Regions from separate parts of the Mus musculus genome. Here region 2 is linked to region 1. Evidence: chromatin contacts called from public Hi-C data. All regions are on one chromosome and are shown on one strand. Each heading gives the region's core, a stretch centred on a gene start, on an enhancer-like site or on the middle of the called end of the contact. The rest is flanking DNA. Distances are from core to core; before and after follow the strand shown. Region 1 overlaps Maml2 (mastermind like transcriptional coactivator 2). Region 2 overlaps Maml2 (mastermind like transcriptional coactivator 2).

Region 1 (6,636 bases), core at 2,854-5,353:
CGAGAGGGGCTGCCTAATTTGGAATTAGCAAGCACATTGCTGGTTTGCATATGGTTCCAAAAATAAAGGAGTGGCTATTTTATAGTTGTTCATTGTTTCTCTGTAGCTGAAGATGTTATGGAAATGAGATAGCTTAAAAAGTGATCTATCAGCATGCCTTTAACAGTATTCTGCCAAGAGAATACTGCAGCATGATCAAATTTGACAGTGTCTTTCTAGCTGGGAAAGCACAATGCCCAACGAATTCTATTCTCCGGAGATCATTTAATCCATGGGAGATGGTCAGAGGCAGAGAGTGAATAAAATGGTTCCGGAAACACTCACCTGAGTATTAATAGTGCACATTAGATGTGATTCCTGGAGTTCACTTTCTGGTAAATTAGTCTAAGGCACATGCCCCACTAGAATTTTGATTTTAAAATAACTCCGTTTAGATGCTCACAGAGGCAGGGTCAGAAGGCCCGTCTCAAGCCAGCCAGGTCTCGGTGACTCATGGTCATCAGGCCATGTCCAGTGCCATTGATGATTTGTGCTGGCATGCGTCCCAAGCAAAGGCCATCCCAGGGTGGATGACCCACCTGCCCTTCATACGGTGTCTTTCTCTGCTTCCAGGTAACTTGAAGGCTAAGTGTAGCTGCAGTGGTCTTCCAAAAGAACAGCCTTCCTCGTCTTTTGAAAGCAGTGTTCTCTGAATAGCTCAGCTAAGCCAGCAAGACTAGGTGGAAGGCCAGGGATATGCTTGTAAGATCACCGCGTGTTTCCTCTCCAGTCCTCTGCCCCCCCCCCCGCCCCTTACATCATACATTCTTATGATGCATGGGAGCATAGCAGAGGTCATTGTGCTTTTAGGGAATCTGTGTCCCTGTGACATTAAGTTCCGATAAAAGGCTATTTTTCTTATAGTAGAACAACTCTGGTTCCCTCCCATGTAGGGAGGCGTGCCCCCCAAGCCCCTCTGCAGAAGACAGATCTAAACAGTAAGCTGCCTGTAAAGTCTGACAAGAAGATAGCAGAGGAGAGCTAGCCACATAAACGAAGTTTCAAATAACTTCAGTCATTTTGGCAGCTGCCTATTATTGGCTGGGCTTGATATAAATGTTGACTACACCGTTGTCTCTTTTCAAAGAGCCCTTCCTTCACCATGGTATTGGTGACATGAATCCACTTACATCTGCTCACATATAATGCCCCTCTAGACTGTCTTTCTCCAAACTGGTTTCATTTTTTTCTACAGTTGATATCGGGCATCCAAGTGTAGGGACTTAGCATGACTATGTTATCTTGTTACGGCTGGCTCAATGCTCCAGCTCAGGGAGATCATTCTGACTCAGTTTCTCCAAATATTTTTTGTTTGCCCTAGCTCCAAATCCATGATGAACTTATTAAGCTTGATTTTATAGTTTTTTACAAAGTCATCAGCATAAATTATTTAACAAGATGTAGAAGAGATCTGCTCCGTGACAAAGGGCCTGGAGGACTGCATTTTTCTAGGAATGGCTCTGGATATGGAAGTGTAACTCATGGAAATCCACCTAAGCAAGTAGCCGGATCATGCATACAGTGATTAGGAAGATCTGGATCCGGATCATGCATACAGTGATTAGGAAGATCTGGATCCGGATCATGCATACAGTGATTAGGAAGATCTGGATCCGGATCATGCATACAGTGATTAGGAAGATCTGGATCTTGATCATACATACAGTGATTAGGAAGATCTGGATTCGGATCATGCATACAGTGATTAGGAAGATCTGGATTCGGATCATGCATACAGTGATTAGGAAGATCTGGATCTGGATCATGCAAACAGTGATTAGGAAGATCTGGATTCGGATCATGCATACAGTGATTAGGAAGATCTGGATTCGGATCATGCATACAGTGAGTAGGAAGATCTGGATTCGGATCATGCATACAGTGATTAGGAAGATCTGGATTCGGATCATGCATACAGTGAGTAGGAAGATCTGGATTCGGATCATGCATACAGTGATTAGGAAGATCTGGATCCGGATCATGCATACAGTGATTAGGAAGATCTGGATTCGGATCATGCATACAGTGATTAGGAAGATCTGGATTCGGATCATACATACAGTGATTAGGAAGATCTGGATCCGGATCATGCATACAGTGATTAGGAAGATCTGGATTCGGATCATGCATACAGTGATTAGGAAGATCTGGATTCGGATCATGCATACAGTGATTAGAAAGATCTGGATTTTAAAGTTCATTCTTTTCTACATCGATGGTCTAGCCTTGGATAAGTTCATTAAATTTTCTCAGGGACAGACTCCTGTTTGGGGGCCATTGTGTAGGCTTTGTGAGGTGACATCTGTGGGTACAGATTTGTGCCTGACACAATTTGTCTTTCCTTTCTGACCACCGTCTTCTACCACACACATATATATCTTGTATGCCAAAATTTTACAGACTCTGATTCATCACTGAAGATTAACAGCAAATGTTCCATTAAGACAACTTCATCCCAGGACTGAGGAGGTGAGCCATCTAGTAAAGTACTTGTCACAAAAGCAGGAGGACCTGAGTTCAAGTCCCCAGCATCCACATAAAAGCCAGGCATGGAGACACATGCCTGTCATTCCAACACTGGGAGCCTGTGACAGAAAGGTCCCTGAGGCTTGCTACCCAACCAAGCTAAGTATAAGAGATCCAGATGCAAGAGAGAGACTCTAACTCAAATAATAATGATAATGATGTAAAGAATGATAGATGAAGGCACACAATGCCAACCTCTGCCCTTTGTGTGCATTATGGGTGGGTGCCCATGTGTGAGAGCACACACACACACACACACACACACACACACACACACACACACACAAAATTCATTCATGTTTTCTTTTATTTCCTTTTAACAAATTTCCAATGGAAAATCATTTCCTTAAGAAAAGAAATGAAGAAAAATATATGTTAAAAATTTTTTTATATCTAACATTCTCTTGTAACTTGCAACTTTAGCCTTTATCACATGTAATCTTAGCCTGCTAACCTTCAGTAGAAAACTTATTTCCATTACCTTTCATATGTTTAAATAATAACTATGAAAACAAGTGGAGCCAGTTGAATAAAAATATAAAGACCCAGATTCCAATCTTTACATCTGTCCCCTTGTGGCAGGTTCATTCTTGAATGAAGAATCAGTTCCCACAGATGTAAGGACCCCTGAACAACAGAAGCAGAGTAGCCAGCAACGACAGCGAGCACAGCAAGCACACCGAAGAGCCGCAGCCAACAGTGCTCTGTCTGCAGGATGCCTGTGCCTAGATATGACAGGAATTAGTGGATCTATCAGAGGGAAAGGGGCTTATTGTCACATGCTCACAGTTGAGTCCCAATTTCAAAGCCGTAGGTTTTCAATTATCTGAAATTAGTCACAGTGAGAAGGGGCCACTTTCCTTTCTTGTCTGTCCCACAATAATGTCCAAAGCTCAGTTATGATTTCACCAGAGAATTTAAAACATCCATTTTAAATGAGCTTTTAAAAGTCTGCTTTCTCTCAGGAGTAACGCGTGGTAAATTAAAAACACTAAAACAATCCACAAAGATCTTGTAGGTAGGAAATGGTGATGGGCTTGAAACTTGTGCTGTGTAAAACAGCTACTCATTTCACTTTAAAAAAATTAAAAATCTAACTCAAAAAGGAGACGCTTTAATCGGATAATGGAAATCCATTTTATATGCATTATGAATCTCTCGTCAAACCATACCGCAGGGCAAGGAGGACATTGCCTCGTGTATTAAACTAGATATGTCAGGAGAATAATGGTGTCTGGGAGCTCATTCCCGTGAGTGGAACCAGATGTGGAAAACATCCAGTGCCTAGCACTGACCCTGAGTCTTCTCTGCTAATAAGATGCGACTGAATTCCAAGAATGTTTGTTCGGTTAAAGGAGTAGCAATTGTTTCTCATCCAGGCTCTTCTTCGGTGTTTGAAACCCTCTCCTGTTGCTTTAGTAGATTATTTAATGATGAACCCAAGCATACAGCCTCCATGTTTCTCTTCCTAGCCCTTGTAGATAACAGCAGCCTTTTCCTGTTACGTTTCCTCTCAAGATGTTTCACGTGTGTGTTTCCTTTCTACCCACGCTCTGTGTTTGCCCCCAAATTTCCATTGCCGGCCCCTCCCACTCATGACTTCACTCTCTCCTCACTCACTCTGACTTAAAGAGATAAGGGACAGAAAAGAAGTTGACTTCCTCAAAAAAGGCATAAAGTTCATACAGAGGGTTTAATGCTTTGAGGTTTTCTGTGAAGGTTCTTCAACCCTGCTTCTGCTCCTGCCATAATAAAACCAACCCCCACCTCTGCTGGTGGGACACCCCCACCCCCAGGCCACCAGGCCATTTGTGCCTGTTGACTGGTTTTCCCATCAGAAGTTCTTAATTATGAGTCAATAAAACAGCACTCTAAAGTCACACCCCCAGGGAGGGAAGGACTGCCTAAGCATTGAGGTCAAGGGAGAAGCATGGGGGCGGGGCAAGATTTGTTGTCTTCCTAGTTATTATTTAGGCAAAACCAGACTTTAAAATATGCATGGAAAAGCTTATAGAAACTGCTAAAATTAGACTTTCAGATTGGTGTTACAAGAGAAAGTCAACTTTTTAAACATGTGCTTGCTTCTGAGCACACACTAGGATATCTTCACTCACTTCTTTTCCTAAACCTAAAAGATCCCAGACCAGTGAGGATCCATTTTTCAGACTTCCCAGCAAGGATTAAAGAGGAGGTATTGTAGTGAGGACTCCAGTTATCAAGATCATATTCCCAAACTAGAAGCATCAGAGAAACAGCTTCACTTAAACAGAGGCCAGGGAGAGCTGTGTCACATGAGCATAAGACTGAGTGTCTGTCAAGTTCAGCAACAGGAGCCATGCTGGAGTCTGGGCAAATTTTGCTCCACGGCCTGTGGGAATCAACTCATTACCGAAAAAGGCAGTGGCAGGAGCCATTCCTATGCAAGACACTACTACTTGAAAATTCTTAGGCCTGTGAAATGTCTCAGTGAGAAAGGGAGCTTGCCGCCAAGTCTGATGACATGAGTTCAAATCCCAGAACTCATACAGCAGTAGAAACTGTTTTCCTCAAGCTGTTCTCTGACCTCCACATATGCACCATCATGTGTGTACAGAGAGAGAGAGAGAGAGAGAGAGAGAGAGAGAGAGAGAGAGAGAGAGAAAGAGAGAATGAGAGAGAGAGAGAGAATGGGAGAGAGAGAGAGAGAGAGAGAGAAAAGAGAGAGGCGGAGACAGAGGGGCAAAGACAGAGAGACAGAGAGAAACAGCGATAGAAAAATGTAAATTACAATCTTAGGAATTTTGGGAATTGAAGTATGTACTTCCCAGGCAATATTTATATTTCTCTCCTTGTTCTTTTGTTTATTCCCTCATTCACTTAAAATCCAAATGTTCTGAACTGTGTATAACACATCAGGTCAGTAGTAAATAGGCATAGTCAATGATTCATTCAAGCATCAAAGAAACGGACTTGAAATCTAGATCTGATTGACCGTAACTAAAACAGCAGTAGCTCTTATTAACCAACTGCCATACTTGACAGATTATCTGTCTGGGCTGTCCCATGTGCATCTAAAGGAAAGGAAGGCAAGCGGCAAGTGTGGAGAAGCACCAGGTTCAGAGATAACACTCAGGATCCTTTCCCACCTGCAGAGCTAGAACACAGGCCACAGCTTCGCACAGGACAGCCTCTGGCTGGGTGGTACCTTGGTTTGTTTGAGTCACCTTCTTAAATCCAGGTCAGCGAGTTTCGATTTTTGTTGAGTCTGCCCATTTGTCCTGTGCTGTTGAGCTTTCGATGTTTGTGTTTACAGTGTCTTCTATGACCTACAATAGTCAAGTTCTGAAGCCAAGTACTAAGAGTTCAAATTGACACCATTCTGACACTCAACAACTGAGTGACCTTAAGTGAGTGACTTGGGGCTCTCTGCACCCATCTTTCAACTGTCAGATGTTCTTATACAGTGTGTTCATGGCAACGACAGGACGAATGTAAACTGCTTAGCATTGGGGCAAGTACCCACAGAGCAGCCCTCATCTAGTCAGCTCCTTTCTCTGTCCTCAGCCACTTTCCTAATTCAGGGCCCTTAAACGGCCTTTAGCAATCTGACAGGCAGTTTGTAAAAGCTAATAGATAATTAATTTAGGAGCAAGTCCTAATTATGCTATATTGTTGTATAGCTTTCTCTGGTACGTGGTATCTCCTGCCACTTACTAAAGTAAGGAAAGCAAACTGCCATCTCTCAGAAAGGGTGAGTTTGTGCGGTCCATACATCTGAGCTTCGCAAGCTACGATGCACACATGCCTGATAAGCCTTGTTAGAAGTGTAGATTCTGATCACATGGGTCTGGGGAGGAGCTGAAGTTGTGCACCTTTAAAATAATTTCAGGGGATGTCTGCACTGGGGCCTCTGGGTACAGCGCAATAAGACTGTATATAGCACACTTAAACTCTCTCTGGGTCAGCGCACATGATCAAACATGCTTAAGCTATTAAGACCCACAACGACATAATAAAGACAAAAAGAATAGCCTGAGGAGCATCTCCAAGGTTCTAAAGGCCAGGTGCTCATTTAAGTTGGAGGACCAGGGA
Region 2 (6,562 bases), core at 3,568-6,067, 150 kb after region 1:
TGACTGCTCTTCCAGAAGAGCACACTGGGCAGGTAACTTCTGAGAACAACACAGCTCAGTGGCAGAACATTTGCCTAGAATGGGCAAAGCCCTGGGTGCAATTCCCAGCACCACAAAAGTCCAAGACCCAGAAGTCCTATTTTGTTCACCTTTCTGGCTGATACATAAACGCACAACCCTAGAAAGTGGTTATACAATAAAGCCACACCACTACAGCTTTCAAGAGTTCATCCATTCAGTTTTAGTCCCTGGTGTCTCATCTCCCTGAGTGATCTCCAAGGCAGCAGCACTTGCATCCATGGGAGTTTGAGCCCAGTAGCCCTTTCACCAAAACCCATCAGATAAGACTCTGTCTTACAAAAAGATCGCAAAGTGCTTCACATGGTACCCATTAAAGATTGAGGAGCCAAGACTGATGGGCCCAAAGCAAGGGAAATGGGCTGTAGGATAGATAATTGAATATGGAAAAGCAGGCCTTTATAAATCTGAGTCATGAAGTCACAGTAGGGAAGACCGGAGGCATCAGACCAGAACCACACAGAAGACTCCAGAGAACAGGAGGGAGCTGCTACGGAGAATGGAGATGCAGGGCCATGAGGACAGCGACGGAGAGCTGCAGCTGTGCCTTTTACCCACATGTGCTTGGGGAAGATCTTTCTTCACTTAGCTGGCCTTTGTCAGGGTTTGGTGGTGACGTGAGACTCAAGGAGAGTCTTTCTTGCATGTATTTATTTCTTCTTAGCAATCTGCAAGTCAAACTGCCTCCTCCTTCAGAGGCTCACCTACTGTCTGTCCAGCCCTGGTCATAGGACAGATCTATGGCATCGAACTTTATAAAGACCCAGGTGACTTCTGTGCTCTTTTGTCACAAATACAGAGAGAAAGTTTTAGTCTAGCAATTTGACTTCTTTTTCTCTTATTTACTTGTGGGTGGGTTGTTTGCTGTATTTTGGGGGTGGGCAGGAGTACATGTGGAAATGAAAAGATAATTTCTTCCACTATGTGGGATCCTAGGATCTAACCCACCTCATTAAGTTTCCTAACAAGGGCCTCTATCACTGAGCCGTGTCACCAGGCCCGGACTGTTGTATTAAACAGTAGTTTTACTTCTAAGATTACAATCACATCCTATAAGAAGTTGCATCTACTAAATGTGACCCATGCCTTCAGCTAGACTGTTTCTAGCAGCTTATCAACCCAGGCACCTGCTTTTTTTACTTATGTGTTATCATTAGCATCTGGCTGCTGAACTGATGTAATGGGTAACTGAAATTTATATCCAGGGCCTAGCAAGTTGTGTTACCTTAGCCCAAAGAAAATCTAAGAGCTACTTCTGAAGCAAGTGGATTCTCTACAAAAACATTTTCCATATATGGCTCTAACTAATTAATAGAAAAATTTGTGGTTGCTGGAGTTCTACACAGAGGACTCCCAATGAAGCCATTACCTGTTGTTGTTTGGTATTAGCAGCCAAATCTGTAGGTAGTATATTCAACTTGGTTTCTAAAGAGAGGGTGGCAGCCAAGATTACACCAGCGTGATTGTGGCTTCACTGGTCACACTTACTATGCTACCTACTGTATTATCAAACTTGCCCCGAGGGACTTGATGCCCCTAATCAGCAGGAAGTAGTCTAACAATAACTTTCTCCTTTTCTGGCCCTTGACTTTATTCAGGAATCTCTTTTCTTTCCCCTCTACCCTTTTTTCTCTCTTATCTAGTGTTAAGGGGTTGTTGAAAGGGTGGGAGAAAAGGGATGGAGAAGGTGGAAGAAGGGTGAGCCCACAAAATAGCCAAGCTAGTTACTTGGGTTGGACGCATAACTCTGCTCTAAACCATGAGACCTGGGCTCTACCTCAGTGTCACAAGAGAAAACGAAAAAGGAAAAAACTGCTGCTACATGGAGATTAAGCATCACCTCACCTTTACAGATAAACTAAGGTTTGGAAAAGCAAAGCAATCCACCTAGGGTTACAGTGTTCCAGTGTGCAGGCCACTGATTGCAATTGCAATCATTCAATCACATTGCTTCATATTTCTGCATTTTCCGATATGTGCCTGTCATGAAGGTCTACCCCTGCTTTATAACAGGGACTTTGGCTGTGGTAGAGCTTACACAACAGCTCTCCGGGCTCTACCCCAGCACAGGGCTGCCTGTGTTGGCATCTCTGATGTGATGCTTTCTAAGTGAATGAAGTAACATCTCAAGTGTCACTTCTCTCATCTGTGCAGAGGGAGCACTGAGGGATGCTCATGGACCTGATCGGTCATGCAGTGGGATCATTTGTAAAGTGTCAGTAACACCAACCTGTACATCTCCAACACGTGACAGCCATTCTTAGTGCTTGTGGATAAACAGCTCAAGTTAAGCAGGATTTGAACACAAGATCTGCTTACTTGAGCTTTAGAAATTGCTTTGATGCTCTGTGCTAACTGACCATAGTTCTAGAGTCTCCATCATGGTTGATCTAGATCTTTGTTTGAGAACTTGGGCTTAAGCCACTGTTTATAGCTGTTTTTGTTGTTTGTGAGCCTGTCAAGAGCAGCTTACAAAGGAAAGGGTTGTTTGGGCTCCCTGTTTGAGTGTAAGATCTATCTCAGCCAGCAAGGCATGACAGCCAGGCTGTGAGGCACTAGGCACTTCACACCTGCAGTCAGGAAGCATAGAGGGATGAATGCTGGTTCCCAGCAACCTTTCTCCTATTTGCTCCAGAACTGCAATGCATGAGATGGCCCTGCCCGCATTATCTTGGGACTTCCCTCTTCAGTTCAACTTTGTGAAGATACCACCATAGACATGCCTACTGGTGTGTCACCATGGTAATCCTAAATCTAGTCAGGTTGACAGTGAAGATTAACCACCACACCCACCACATAGCACAGCCTTGGGTGCTAGTTGGAAAGACTAAGAAGATCAGATCAATCTAACTGTTGTTTTAAAGTATAGTCATAAGCCAATCTGCCTTAACTAGAGAGATGTATCCCACCAGTTAGAACACGAAACAGTAAATTGAATTAACTCAAAATATCCAGATTGGATGGTTTTAAAATATCATCCGTGACCATGTCAAAACCTAAATGCATCTTTTCTATAATCCTCCACTGTTTCATTTGTTTGTTTGGTTGGTTGGCTGGCTGGCTGGTTGGCTGGTTGACTGGTTGGTTGGCTGGTTGGCTGGTTGGCTGGTTGGCTGGTTGGCTGGTTGGCTAGTTGGCTGGTTGGCTGGTTGGTTGGTTGGTTGGCTGGTTGGTTGGTTGGTTTTCCACAATCCAAGCTCACTGATATTAGTTTTAAAGATGGATTCTGGAAAGCTTAAGTTGAGAGACATTTGCTTTCTGAACAGGGCTCCTCATCAGACTCCTTTGATCGTCATAAGTCTGTGATCATCTTATGGTCTCTCTTACCTAAGTTTCCAGTATTGAGGTAGTCCTTCTGTTTGGTTTTTTTATTTTTTGAGTTATATATTTTTAACAATTTGAGATATAAAACAATGTATTTAGATCATATCCATTTGTCCCTCTTGTCCCAGACCTCTTCCCTTCTCTCCCTCTTCCTTCTTGATAAGTCACTGAGTTCAGTTAGGGCTCTGTGTACATGTATGGGCACACGGCCATTCAGTACAGTATGTTCGACTGAGGAGAGACCACACCCCTGAGGAAAAGGGACTCTCCCTTCCCCAGCAGCCATGACTTGCCCAAAGCTTCGCAGCTAGGTGTGGGTCTCATGAGTATCTCCTCTGTTCATTCTGGAACATTAACTGGCTTGATCTCCATATCACAGCTCCGTACTCAAGGGCCAAGCTGACACTTGCTATTTAATGCCCTGCTTCAGCTTTCACACTGTGGATGGAGGTATTAAAATCATTCATTTTCTGGAAATCTGTCACTCCATAATTCTAGAGTTAACTTGAAAAGAGAACCAAGTAGACATAAAGAATCCCCAGGGATGGACTCCTCTCATAGTTAAATGTCACTGCTTGTTAGAAAAGCAGCACCTTGCTCATTTTTGTTGTTACCAGTATTTTTATAGTCTTTGTTCCTCATCTTTTAGAAAACGGTATCTTGTATTCCATCGTCCCTCCTCACCTGACTCTGACCCAGCTCAGTGTTAAAAGTGAGGGCAAACAATTCTTCAGGTCCCCATATCACCTACAAGACAGATAGATCCACAGTGCCTAAGCCCAAGAGCAGAAACACAGAAAGAAAGGAGACCACAAAGTGGCTGGCATTCCATCGCCTGAGGCCGCTCACGGTGAGGCTTGCTCACCCCGCAACTCTTCTGCCTTGAGAAACAGAATATTTGAGAGAGGATTTCTGAAAATTCCTTGATTGCTTTTAAGCGCGATGTTTCATCCGTCTTCCAACTGTTTCCATACAGAAGTGTTACTGAAGGTAGCCATGTTCACCAGCCATAGGACTGAAGAATATCAACTTATCCGTGGTAGGTTAAGGGATCAGATTTCCAAGGTTGTTTCTAGAAAATGGTTTTTAATCAATTTCTTCAACTATGCTTGAGCATAATCTAGTAAGCAGATGTGAAGTGAACAACTTATTGTGGAGCTCCCTACATCCGTTCAGAGTCTGCCAGGCTCAGAATCAGAGCCAGGACACTGCACAGACCAACTGCCGATGCCTGCAGCATTGGAAATGAGAATTAGAGAGCAGGCTTCAGGCAGGGCACAGTGGAGCTCAGAGACAGGAAACCTGCCAGCCTGCCTCCGCTGGAGGAACACGTGCAGCAAGGAACAAGGAACCACTTAATGATTAATCACTGTCAACCTTTGTTCTGGTCAAAGACTCGGTTGTTGGGCGAGACTTGTAATGAGGGACTGTTTGGAGTCTGTTGCTATGAGATTGCATTCAATCCTCAGTGGCTGGAAGGCACAGTGGAGCTAACTTGAAAGTGCTCTCACAGTGCCTACTAGAGGTGAGGAAGAGGCTTTGGAGAAATCTGCTCCTAAGCATCACTCCAGAGCCCGAGAAAAAACAGCCGAGCCTAGGCTCGGCTCAGTTGACATGAGATTTTTAACAAATTCTAAAAAATTGACAATAAGTGAAATAGATCAAGGTGATTTATAAACGAACAAAGACACACTCCAAAAATATGCATGAAGCACAGAAGTATACAGACAGCACATAAACACACACCTACACGCAACTTTTCAGAAAGCAAAATGTAAACTGACGTCACCGTTCCTCTTAGCATAAGATACTGAATTGTGAATTTCAAGCCAGGTTCCATAAAAGGCTGGAGTCTCTCTTAACATTTTCTTTAAAGTTAAAGAGGAAAAAAAAATCCTATTTTTGATTAGTTGGCTTTCAGACTTTTATATTGGCATTTTAAAAACCTTGATTTTACTAACGAGAAGCATTATAAGGAAGGAAAGCAGTATTTTTAAATTTAAAAAAGTATTCTTCTGTGTTGAAATGACCTTATAAAACTATGGAATTTTTATAAGCATTTTTGTATCATTATTCTAAGATATACACGTAGGTGGAAGTATTGATATAGACTAAGAAGTGTGAGTGATACTTTTAGATGAGAGAGAGATCTTTCTCACTCTGTCTGTCTTTCTCTCCCTCCTTCCCTTCTTCCCTCTCTCCCTCCTCTAACAAATGTATTTACCATTGTTTTAATATGTCTGTAAAATGTACCTTATATCGTGTTTTATAACTTGATTATGACTGTTAGTGTCAAAGTGTCACTCATCCCTTCCCTTCACCCATCCACAGTGAAATCTGAAAAGCTGAGTAAGAACTGGGCCTCAAAAACCATCAAAACTGCAGTGTCTGGGGAAACTCTCCTCCCCTACCTGCTCTGCAGATTGCCACAAGCTCTCCATCCAACATCAAAGGAGATTCTACTAATCCCAGTGACCAGAGAGCTAGAAGCAACAAACCCATCAGGTCCAGTGTCTCCCAGTAGATTTCCTCTAACTCGTTCCAAACATGGAAAATTCATCTTTCATTTAAATGTCTAAATAAAATCCAGTTTCCTTGGAAATATTTATGACCTGTAAGCACTGCAATTTTCATTATATTGAGACTATGTTCAAATACGATCTATAAGTAAAGAAGAGGGGAGAAAGGTTGTTCTCTCACTGTAGTTATGTGTTGATCTTATAATGTGGTTATATAATTAAGAAAACCACAATGATAATGGGTAACTGGTTAAGACCTTAGAGCTGCCAGAGAATAGATCAACCTTGATGCTACCCTCTGTCCCGCTCTTGTTCAGGAAACAGCTTCCCCTAACTGGAACTTCATAAATCTTGGTAGGCCTGCCTGATTTCCTCTCCTTGACCATAGACATTTACATGAAGGAGTTTGACCATTGGGTAATGCTGTTTGGTCCTTGAGCACATGTCCTTGAATACTATTTTAAAGCAGCTCTCCTGAAGTCTTTAGGAGAGTTGGAAAATGTATCAAAATAAATCACTTCATACAGAACACTGTGAGCTATTATTTGCATTTAAATAGAAACACTATAGCCTTCCTTTACTGTGACAAATGCCCATTGGTAACTGACCACATTTCTGATTCCCCTAAGAGGTACCTGTCA

What was found. A called contact is a pair of places that touch in the nucleus more often than the background predicts.
Region 2: a contact with region 1 is called in a Hi-C map of the HPC-7 cell line, with 2.1 times the contacts expected there. The contact joins two enhancer-like sites. A contact is called at or near these places in 3 of 484 Hi-C or Micro-C datasets (the HPC-7 cell line, granulocyte-monocyte progenitors and reprogramming fibroblasts) and 8 of 115 datasets of contacts at active chromatin or transcription factors (embryonic fibroblasts, embryonic stem cells and microglia).

The regions. Positions count from the first base shown.
Region 1 is chr9:13,532,733-13,539,368 of GRCm38.p6, forward strand. The region is part of intron 1 of Maml2 (mastermind like transcriptional coactivator 2); the gene reads left to right. Among named protein-coding and RNA genes, the nearest start is that of Gm51666, 74 kb to the right of the region's middle. Within about 2 kb of position 4,104, at least 103 of the 459 cell types and tissues checked have an H3K27ac peak or open chromatin away from gene starts, as enhancers often do. A contact at or near this core is called in the HPC-7 cell line, where this site is marked.
Region 2 is chr9:13,677,039-13,683,600 of GRCm38.p6, forward strand. The region is part of intron 2 of Maml2 (mastermind like transcriptional coactivator 2); the gene reads left to right. Among named protein-coding and RNA genes, the nearest start is that of Mtmr2, 69 kb to the right of the region's middle. Within about 2 kb of position 4,818, at least 166 of the 459 cell types and tissues checked have an H3K27ac peak or open chromatin away from gene starts, as enhancers often do. A contact at or near this core is called in the HPC-7 cell line, where this site is marked.